2 separate regions of the Gadus morhua genome follow, and region 1 is linked to region 2. Evidence: chromatin contacts called from public Hi-C data. All regions are on one chromosome and are shown on one strand. The core of a region is the stretch at or near the end of the contact, and the rest is flanking DNA. Distances in the headings are between cores, read along the strand shown. Region 1 holds the start of emp2 (epithelial membrane protein 2). Region 2 holds the start of snrnp70 (small nuclear ribonucleoprotein 70 (U1)).

Region 1 (5,969 bases), core at 18-2,517, 380 kb after region 2:
TACACAGTTCAACAGCCGTAGGGATGTAACTGTCAAAAGTAACTTCCGACACTATCTGAAGATTTGGTCCAAAAGAGGAAGAGAGATTTCCTTGGCCAACCACGCAACGGCGGTCTGACCCTCGGTGTGTCCCCCTAAACGACCGCAACAAAACCAATCCAAACTAGAGCTGGGTTTATAAGAGAAGCCGATGGAAAGTGAGTGGTGATGTTAGTTGGGGAGAGTAAGTCCGACTAAAGGAATCACCCATACATTTTCCAATGTATGGGTGAGGTGGATGGATGGATAAATTAATTCATGAATGGATGAATGTGTCTTCCCTTAATTGAGTCACACATTGCAGCATGGTCAGCCAACCAGCCAGATTCCATCAATTCCTTCTGTCGTGCAGCCACACAATGTTCATCCTTAAGTGGCAAACACAGAGTCGGTGTGTGTGTGTGTGTGTGTGTGTGTGTGTGTGTGTGTGTGTGTGTGTGTGTGTGTGTGCTTGCATCTGTGCTTCATTGCATGTGCGTGCATGCATTCTCCGTGGGTGTGTGTGTGCATATATGTGTGTGTGTGTGTGTGTGTGTGTGTGTGTGTGTGTGTGTGTGTGTGTGTGTGTGTGTGTGTGTGTGCGTGCGTGCGTGTGTGCGTGCGCGTGTGTGTGTGTGTGATTGTGTAAAGGGGAGAGGGTGAAGGGGTTTATGTGTTTGTGAACGAAAGCAGTTCTGTGAGAACCTTCACCCTGGCAACTCAATATCCCTCACCTATCTCTATTCATTTATCTGTCTGTCTGTATATTTGTCTGTCTGCCCGTCTGTTTTTCCTCGTATTGGCATAGCAAGCTTGTATACCACATGAAATACCTACTGGAAGTGCTAAAGCCGACCTGCAAATAACGTCCAATTCAAAGAGTGATCAGGGGGGAAGCAGAGAAGAACGCTGAAAAAATAAAGATAATTTTCTTAATTATTTTTTAATTTCATAGTCCAACGATTCCTTCTTTACGTTTCTTTACTCCTCTTCAGGATTAACATTTTCATTCGCGGCCGGGGTTAATTAAAATACTCTCGTGTCCTGGAGTTTAAATAATGGTTCGCTGCTTTTACACGCTCCCATTATGCCCCTAGTCCGAGTTTAGACTCGGGTCAACATATAGGCCTACTTCTCATGTGTCGACGTTGTCCACACGCACACGCACACACTCACACAAACACGTCTCCTCCCAATATTTAATTTTAAACCACACCCAGAGGCTCGGACAGAGCCGGACGCGCGCGTCCCCGACAAGCTACGAGCAAGCTACTACGAGAATCGCAATTGGCCCTCGGTCACGTTTGGTTTCCTAGTCATTGGAATCGCCGCCGACCTCCTACTCTCTCCCAGTCCCGCTAAAGTCCCCATCACTGCGTTGCTTGGTCTTCCCTCTGGTCAATGAGCGGGTGAGTCGTTATTCTACTTTGTTTTAATGATCTAACCTAGTACTGCATACTTTATTTCTCGTGCAAAGCTTCATGGCATGCGGGACTTTCACGTGCAAAACTTTCATATCAGCACGTCGCCAGCGCTCGCCTACAGCCAGTTAACGGTGTGGAGCGAGTGTTGTTGTCGTCTTTAGTTCTTGCCTCATAACCTATCCTAAGGTGTTGTTGTCGTCTCTTGTCCTTGCCTCCTAACAAATAAGGTGAAAGTATATTTGTTTTATTTATTTTATGGGTCGCTGGAGGGGCGTTCTTTTCAAGTCGCGCTCGACTTACTATACCATACTATTCTACTATACTATTCTACCTTCCTGTCAATGCTTTTTACAGCGCGCGTGTGCGTGTGTGTGCGAGCGTGCGTGCCTGAATATGAGAGAGAGAGAGAGAGAGAGAGAGAGAGAGAGAGAGAGAGAGAGAGAGAGAGAGAGAGAGAGAGAGAGAGAGAGAGAGAGAGAGAGAGAGAGAGAGAGAGAGAGAGAGAGAGAGAGAGAGATTATTTCGATGTTATCACGTACGCCTACAGATATTAGGATATTATCACAAATAAAACACACGAAAGGCCTACCCATGGTGCCCCAACAGCTTGGGAAACGCTCCATGCCGTCTTTTGGAAAGTTATGCGAGCACTTCAGCCAACGTGGTTTACGAGGTATATGTTTTTTAGTATGGCGCCCCCCTGCGTTGTAAATTGGAACCCATAACACAGAAGGACGCAGAGAAAAGATTAATGTCTGAATTTATCACTTGGTTCAAAGGACACAGAGAAAGCTTCATTTCTGAATTGATTGATTAATTTGCCATCTAAGTCCCGATCATGTTATTGATGCTATAGATTCCACTCGGCAAATGAGACTTTGTAAAACCCAAACAAACATATTTATGACACGAAAAAGCCACATTTTTGATACTTTTCCATCTTAGCGTAGGCTGACTGAGCCATAAGCATTAGATTGAAACATCACATTTATGCCCCATTTTAGGCAATATCTTTTACATATTATTATAATACAGATTATTTGTATTAGTTATTAACGATGATTGATATGGTTATGTCACACATTACCACGACAACCAGTGGAAAATTTACAAAAGCCTCCGAGTGCACACAAACAAACACACACACACACGTCACACACACACAACAATTGCATGTCATTCTGTATTCCAAGAATGTACATTTCCTTCTCCTTCACAATGTGTGCAGTGTGATGTGAACGTCCATAACCTCATTACACCTCGGCATGGCTAAAAGATGGCCCGACGTAGGCCACAAGGACTCAGTGTTGGACGGCTCCAATGCAAACATGTGCTGATGACAGACAGAATGTGGTGCATGCACAGTGGAGACAGAGGACGTCTTGCTGTGCTGCACGTAACCACAATGTCAGCCCCACTCTGTCTCCAGGACTAAATTAAAGTCTCACGGATGAAATCAACGTACGATTCGTTAAGATCATCATCATTTTTAATTTATTTTATTAGTTATCCTCAGGGTATTTAAATTGACAAAGACATTTGTTTAAAGTTGTGTCTCTTCTTAGAATGTGGTTAGGGTTAGTGTTAGGGTTAGGGTTAGGTTCAGGGTTCTGCAGTGAACCAAACCCACGACGAGAAACTGGTCCCCAAACACCAATGGTCAGATTGTAGGTTTCAAGTTCCACCCAAACAAAACAGCACCCACCTCTTTGTTGTTCCAGCCCCTCCGTCAACCCCCTCCTCACAGCCTTTGTGCAGCCACGTTGAGGGCTATTGTGGTGGAGGAACATCACAGAGCCATCAGGTTTGAGGACCTCCTGGAGGTGCTTCCTTTCAAGCCACACCCCCAGGAACTCTCATGTAACCTTCATGTATAAACGTGTAGGGACGGAGACCGAACTGTGACGACCGATGAGATGATGAGCGGGAAGGCCACTGACATTAGTTTTCAACACTTTGGATTGTGGAGGTCTGGTTTTACAGAACCAAGAACCGTGGAACATCTCATGGTCCTTGATAGATAGTGGTGCACCAAACCGTTACTCAATCCGTTGTTGATGCATTCGAAATGAAATGATTTAACACACAAGAAAGATTAATTGAAAAGCAACCGCAACACTGCAGGTTTTCATATTTAATAATTATAGTACTAACAGATCTGAGCATGACATATTGTCGGTTGGTTTCTTGGTGGCCTCCGGGGAAGATACTTCCCATTGAAGCTCCTGAACTCTGGGACCCCTCGCTCTGTCCCCAATCTAGGAAATTGCCTCTCTGTTTCTGGCTTTGAGCCACAAACGGCTAAATCACCAGTGGACCCCCTGCGGTTTGCAAATCTGCTGAAGTAGTTACCAAATTAAATTCCACGTCCTTCATCATTCTCTCAACATTCTTCCTCTCATTTAGGAAAGTGGAATTGCCAGACATCATGTTTTTCAGAGATGTGTCTCACGCTTTTATTGTGGAGTTACTGGGAGCACTGAAATAGTTGCACTGTTGTGGTAACAACGCAGCACCCAAAACCCGGTGCGTGTGCGTGTCTGTGTCTGTGTCTGTGTGTGTGTGTGTGTGTGTGTGTGCGCGCGTGCGTGCGTGCATGCGTGTGTGTGTACCAGTGACCACACAGCTTCCCGGTTGTGTGGTCACTGGCCTAGCTCCAGGATAAGCTCTGTTATTTGTGTTTTATGTAAAAATAAGACAGGGGACCGTTGTTGTTGTGTATACACAGACTCGCACGCACACAAACAGGCCCCCCAAACACAAATAAAAACTGTATTTGAAACTGCCCCGTTGGTTGGTGTGGTTCTTCTGTATACGTCTGTGATAAGTAAGTAATTAACATTATGTTTAACAAACTGTCCCAAAAGAACCAAACGGTCCGATGGATACGGAACAGACTGCACTCTGTACGTGTGAGGTGTGTTTAGGAGCAGGGAGACGTTGTGTGACTGGTATGGCAGCTAGCTAGCAGTAAATGCATGTCAAAGGTGCCTTGCTATGCTCGTCCCCATCTCCTTACATAGACGGACCCCGACAGCCTTCTGCCCCGCAGGGAGACAGCGGCACGTGTTGAGCTGCTTGTAACCTGTGGCTGTTTCTGTTTCTTCCCCCACAGGCTGAGTGTCGGTCTGTAAACTATGTTAATGTATCTCACAATGACCTGTGACCGAAGCACAAAAGGGGACAAATCTGAAGCTGACTTTTTTGAGATAGAGGGGGGGGGGGAAGAGAGAGAGAGAGAGAGAGAGAGAGAGAGAGAGAGAGAGAGAAAAAAAAGAGAGAGAAAGAGAGTGAAAGAGAGAAAGAGATAGTGTGAGATAGAAAGATATGGGAGTAGAATGAGACTAAGAGGCCCAGAGACTCTGTGGCTTTGTGTTTTATGAAAAGAGAAAAAAATAGACATTAAGTCAGCATTTTTCACACACAAACACACACACACACACACACACACACACACACACACACACAGTTAATTTGCACAGTTAGCCAGCCACCCCCCCTCCTCCTCCATCATAAGGCTGAGTGGAGAAGAGGCATGCCTGTTGTCTGTCTGTCTGTCTGACACGCCAACGATTGCTGTGCCAAAATGTGGAGGCTAGATAGCCCACGATGCTAAATGACCATCGGTTCGGACAGTCGATCTGCCATAACAAGCCTTCCCACGTCATTCCAACTACCGAACTACAACCCCTTGTTTGTTCGATATTTGCTGCCAAATGGATATACTTGTGTATTTGGAGCTGTGATTCGGCGCCACTATGAGTGTTTCTCCCACTCATCATTATTCATCTGTCTATCGCCCTCGCACACACACAAACACAAACACACACAGTATGCACCTTTTTTTCAGACATTTCCCTCTGTCTCGCTCCCTAGCATCGTGAACCATTGTTCTGGCAGACGTTTGTAGTGGTGTGAATTTGTTTGTGGTCAAAGCCAGTGAATACTGGTTTGTGTGTGTGGTGAGTTCTCTCTTTTCTTCTGTAGACCGTCTAAATGAAGAAATGCTTTTGGGGACAGACTGCAGTTCCGAGGCAGACCTCTAGGTCTAGTTGTGAAGCCTCGTGGCCCACGCTCTCACTATGGTCGGCCCTAAACTTTTCCAAATGCTACAAACCATGTCATAGTTTATAAAAAGAAAAACGGAGAATATAACATAGGAAACAAGGCTGTGGTCCAAATTGCTTTCCTTAGCATACAACCGCCTCCGTACTATCTTAACCACATTCTTAGTACATCTTTAAATGTTTTTGGGCTAGTTGCACCCAACAGAATCACTTCGGGTGACAGCGGTGTGTTCCATGGTGGCGTTCATGTGTTCAAAGTCGACCTCAGAGATGACTGAGACTTGGCGGTTGTTGTCCCGGCCACTCGGACAGCGTGGTCTACGGCTCTGCAGGGTTACAGGAGGGTTCTTCACACGTTAAACACCTGGCTAACCGGCGGGACGCTGTAACAGTGAATCTGAATCAGTCGTCACATCTGTCCATTCACTCATGAGTGCTGCGTGCTAATGAATCAACAAAT
Region 2 (5,714 bases), core at 2,401-4,900:
AAAGGTGCCTTCACCATGGAACACGCCTCCTTTATGCCAAGTAAGATGGAGGGTGGAAAGAAATCTTACCCATCATACAAACCCATTATACCAACCATATACTGAGCTGTGGTAGTAGGGTGTAGATGTATCATAACCATCATCATCTGCAAGCCAGCTCTGGCCAATAGCCATCACAGATTGGCGGCTGCAGTGAGAACAACACACAGTTAATACACTGCACGAGTCCCACATTCCCCTTCCAAGTCCACCCCCCAACTGAGATCATTAACCCAAAGGGTATGACAACACTGGTCCTGAAGAGCCTAGTGGCCCACAACTATTTAATATCCAACAGGATCTGTATTTCATTGATGAGAACTAGGGGTGTAACGGTACACTAAAGTCACGGTTTGGTACGTGCCTCGGTTTTTAAGTCACGGTGCGGTTCAAAGATAAGGGGAAAAATAAAAAAAAACCTGCTTGTTTGTCAGCAGCAATGATAACACCAATAAACTTGGTTATGGCATTTGCATTTCTGAATTCCCAGACAGGGGTTGTTGAAATAGTGTCGTGAGCTGGGTTTGCACAGCTCATTTTTTTTCCACAGCAACGGTGATAGTAACACCTGGATGGTGCCTTTTCAAAAGGCGTTTGCTAGGGATGTGCATTTCTGGCGAAAATACTATTCGATATTCGCTGAGAAGTATTCGAGTAATATTCGAAAATCTGTCAATCAAGAACCCCCCACGCACGCACCGCGGATACACGCACACACAATGACCCAGGGAGAGGCTATTATGATTTGCCTGAAATCAATCTGCTTATTTTCACAACTGCGCGACCAAAATTCAATTTCAAAATTATTTCAACGGGGTCTTAGGCAGATAGGCCTACAAGCGCCGAAAACAGTTCATTTGTTTATTTATTTTACTGAACACAGCCTGCATTTTTTTGCAGCCTGCAAAAAAATTACTTCACAAGGTGCGTCTTTATACAATTTATTTGTCACCAGCATTCGTAGTGTTGATCAGCAGAGTAATAGTCCGCCAAAGACTATGACGTCGCTTAGCAACCGAGGACGCTGGGGTTGATAAGTTACCGGACTACATGCGTCATACGACAGACATTTTCTTTTATACTTGGGCTAAACAGTCCGGTTGGAACTCAGAATTCAAGTTTTAAATTCTGCATCGCAAAACAAGCCTTTACAGTCGCCATATTAACGCTATGTACGCCACATTTACGAACCGCGGTACGCCTCTGTAACCACACCGAAGTGCCTGTACCGTGACGGTTCGGTACAAATACGTGTACCGTTACACCCCTAATGAGAACCGTTGGGGATGGCTGGCGCATTGTGTCAATTTACATACACTTTGGCCTACTGATGCCTCAGGAGACAAGACAGGGTAGCGATGTATTGATAGAAAAGAGAACTAAGCTCAACATGACCAGGGTTGAAACCACTGCTAAATATTATAAAAACACGAAATGGATAAGTTATAAAACAAGACAACTTGTGCCAACGCCATTCTTCAAAACACAATTTTTATGCTTGCCGACCAATTTGACCTTGGGCTTACCATTGGGATTCCCACCAGGAGACCTGCTCTTCCAGAACTACCACGCAAAGCATTTCAAAAGAACCCGTCGACAGGCAAAGACGTTCAGGTTTACAGAAACTCAGGTCGGAAACATTCCGAAGTCATTAAGCGCTGACTGAAATGACCACAAAAGGTGGGACTACTTCAGCGCATTGCCCCCTCCAAAATCACACGGCTATTAGTCAGCTCGAAAAAAAACACACCAGACAAGACACAAGCCCATCGAATTTGAACAACGCTAAATGTACTTCAACTAATTGTATTAGTTGCTTTCAAAAACATCATGTTTACGTTGGATCTAATAGTTTACACTTGCAAAGGGCAAGCAAACCACAAATAATAGATCCTGCTTCAAAATGTGAAGCTGATGAAAAGACAAAGGGTATCTATAAGCAAAACTTCTGTGCGTGTGTGTATATAATCGGATTGAATGCTGTAGGTCCAAGTCTTGCTCATGTGTTGAGGTTTGAGAATTAGTGTCGGCAGTGGGTACTCACAGTGCATGTCCCGCTCGTGTTCGTACTCAATGAAAGCATAACCTCTGGGCTTGCTCGTCCTCTTGTTATAGACTATGTAGATCTGAAGGAAAAAACACAAATGAACAAACCACAGATTACACCACATGTCAAAGAGAAAACAGAAGAATCACTGGCATGGTCAAGAATATCAAGGAGGCACTGAACAATAGTCGCATCTTACCCGTTTAATAGGCCCATAAACTTCGAATTCACGTCGTAGCTTAGACTCTGTGGTATCGTAGTTCTGGAAGGGGAACATAAAGATTAAATCTCTGTCATGGATACTTTGCACAGACATTTTTAAGTGACCGGTACAAACACACTTACCACTCGTGCAACAAACAATGTCTTGAATGCATCCCCCTGCGCATTTGGATCATTGTGTGGATCCCCTAGAGGGATGGGTGAATAAGAACAAACGTTAGGAATGTTTAACTGAATGAAATTGTCTCCAGCAAGATCATTAAACAGTCCCCATGCAAACTTACAAAGCTTGAGTTCGGTCTCCACAACTGTTTGTCTTCGTTCAATCTTCTCTCGTCTCTTCCTCTCCAGTCGCTCATCACGAGTTTCTGCTCTTGTTGGTGGAGGGGCATCTCTGGGATCCTATTCACAAATTAATAACATAACATTAACATCAGGGACAATATTCTATCCGAGGATAACTATCCAACCATAAACGTATCCTTACCTCGAAGTGCCTTATAAACGGCGCTATGCCGCTGTAGGGTTGGTTGTGGTGTTTCTCATGGGGGAGCTTCTCTAGCTGGGCCAGAAAAGGAATGGGATCCCGCGGGGCAAAGAGTGCCAGCAGGTTCGGGGGTAAAAACTGCGTCATCTTTTACCTAGGGAACATCCGGACACAACATGTGCGACTTTAGATTATGGTACAACGTTAGGTTTTACAGTCTTTCTAGCTGACTAATTTTGGTACTCTCCAAACTGCAATGATCAATGTAAAACCGAGGGCCCAAACCAAAACCTTTATACTTCCCACTTCCTAACGTAAATCACTCACTGGACACAGTCTGGCAGAACTAGCTCATTCGCGTAAGGCTATGATAATGTTAACTAGAAGGTAAACATGTTTTGATTATGTATTTCGATTTCTTAAACACGATCTAGTTAAAAAATATGATTATGCATTTCCCAAAACAACGAATATATATAGCTTATGACATTAAGAGCTACATTGTGTCCTCGACGATCACTAGCTAGCCGGCTAACCCTACATTAGCGTAGCTAGCTAGCTCAAAGGGCCGCACATGACGGGAATAGCCAATTCTCACCTCAAACCATCCAGTTTCCTCCACCAGAATCGGGTATGGATCTTAATAAAGTAGTTCAGCTCCTCTTTTCTGCGTAAAGTTGTATCAATTCGAATGAATTTACGGGAGCCGCACAGGCATTTAATCCTAGTGGGGTAGCGTGGTAAATGTGTTCAATTCCGCTTGTTCTTCGATTAAAATGGCGCGGTGCCGTGAAGTCAATGTTCCTGACGTAAAAACATTCGGACATGGCCCCTCCCCTCCGGAAGGCAGATTACACTGCCGTCGTATTTAACACTTGTGGTTATTCATAAAGCTTTTTTTTATTTATGACATGACATAATTATTGGAGTAATTCATATAAATGATGTGTCATTTACAAAACAAACCACAAAATATAAATGCAACGAATCCTAAATAATAAATTATAATAAAGACACATTCAATGAATGTAATTAGAAAAAGTATTACAATGAAAACCAAGTATAAAACCAATAATGAAAAAACTGAAAAAGGAGGAAGCGTTTTTTAAAGCATAACTACAAGATAATATAAGAAAAACAATTGTCCATTCAATTTACATAAAGAAAATTTGGCTTCGGCAATCTGGTAATGGTAACCCAGTAAATACGTTTAAAAAAAACAGACAGTACCCAATATCATATAGACAGATCTTGTACAGACAGTGAAGATGACCTATGATACATTATTTACATTAATTACAGAAGCAGCAGCAGCAACAGATGGAATACTGAGTGAAGGAGTAGGACGGGGTGCTACAGACCTGGGTGGATTTTTTGATGATGGATCTTGCATAGGTTCTGGAGTAGTAATTGTTTGTCTCCAGTGATCTTGCTCCAATAGCAGGAGACGGTGTTAGCGATGAGAACACTCTCAGTGGGACCTGTAAACAGACCCTGGTCGTGGTGTCTTCGCTGGCATTGAGCTCCGAGGTTTCTTGAGGAGACAGAGCCACTACCAGGTATTTAAAGTTAGTGATCTGTTCCACTTCCTGCCACTTCGTGACAACTGGCTCGAAGAAAGGCCCTATGCTGCCGGCTCCTGCCCTACCTCCCAGACACAGCTCCGTAGTCTGACTGGCCTTGAGGTCAAGGAAGCTGTAAACTAGGTGGCTAGTTGGGCGATGTGTCACACACTCAAGGAACTTGGTTTAGGTGATAGTAAAGGTGTGTGCAGGGCAGGGTTATTATCGGTAAACTGGTCACTGAGGAATAAGTCCCCTTCAGGGGCATCCAAACAACCGCTCAGCTCTTCAGCTGAGTCATTAGAGCGTACTTTGGCAAAAGATGGATGATGTTATATTTTTTATACATTTTCATTAGACAGGTCACATATGGCTCCATATCGAGCATGTGGGTTGACAGTATTCATTTGTTAAGGTTTTGGGTTTTGTTTAAAATGTGGTTAGTGCTTATATCCAAGGCTAGATTTGTTCGCCCTGGGGCCCTTTTGCAATGAAGCTTACATCCCCTTGCTTATACGATCTTTAACAGAGTAGTCTATGCCATTGTATCACTGTAACTCCAGTCCAAACAGACTGTCAGTTAGAGAAAACAGGAGTATTATCCCAGGTCTCCACCAACCAGTTTGTGAACGTTCCACTCTCATCTCAATGCGGTGTGGTGACAGGGTTCTTACACTGATAAGAAGGATGTCACTGACCGAGGGACAGTGCACGCCTTCAGCTCAGGCAGAGCTACATTATTACTCTTGAGTTCACCCCAGTCAATAAAAAATAGACACGGGTATTGTTTAATCATCATTTTAGCATTGGAGTTTTATCAACAAGATTTTTTTGTCAAGTAACACATGGCTCATCTTTTAAAATCAAACATCCTTTTCCATCTATAATTTGTCATGCACAATGATGTTGTTGTCATGCTAGGTCATTGTTTGTAAGCTTGAGCCAAACATGCTGTATTTCGTACCTTTGTATTCTTTTTTTATTAAAATGCACATTCGATACAGTAAAGTCAAAATCCCATGGATCGCCTCAATTATATCTACTTGACTCAAAATATCACATTTCAACTTAATGCAGCATTGTCATTGTCAGCATTATTGTATTTTTATCCTGTGTTTTTCCACTGCTGCTGGGCTGTTGCAACAAACTAATTTCACCTACGGGGGAATAATAAAGCTGTATCTAATCTAATTTCAAATGCCTGATAATTATATTCCTGATATCCACTTTTCCCTTGGAAATAATAGCCTGCCTTTGGCTCTTGTTGTGAATGATACAAACCCAAAATCACAGTTGGTAACAACACTCACCTATATATCCAAACAGAAAACAGTTCTACGTGTTGCAAGTCTATGGA

The links. Hi-C and Micro-C count contacts between places; a contact is called where the count stands out from the background.
Region 1: a Hi-C map of spleen shows a contact between it and region 2, with 2.7 times the contacts expected there. The contact joins the promoter of emp2 here to the promoter of snrnp70 in region 2. A contact is called at or near these places in 4 of 6 Hi-C or Micro-C datasets (blood, gill, heart and 1 more).

The regions. Positions count from the first base shown.
Region 1 is chr2:27,034,605-27,040,573 of gadMor3.0, forward strand. It overlaps emp2 (epithelial membrane protein 2), which reads left to right and starts at 1,268. Exons shown (of 5, transcript XM_030376438.1): 1 at 1,268-1,427.
Region 2 is chr2:26,653,945-26,659,658 of gadMor3.0, forward strand. snrnp70 (small nuclear ribonucleoprotein 70 (U1)) reads right to left here and starts at 3,651. Exons shown (of 12, transcript XM_030337470.1): 1 at 3,394-3,651; 2 at 2,796-2,949; 3 at 2,593-2,710; 4 at 2,432-2,496; 5 at 2,286-2,348; 6 at 2,084-2,165. The coding sequence starts at 2,942.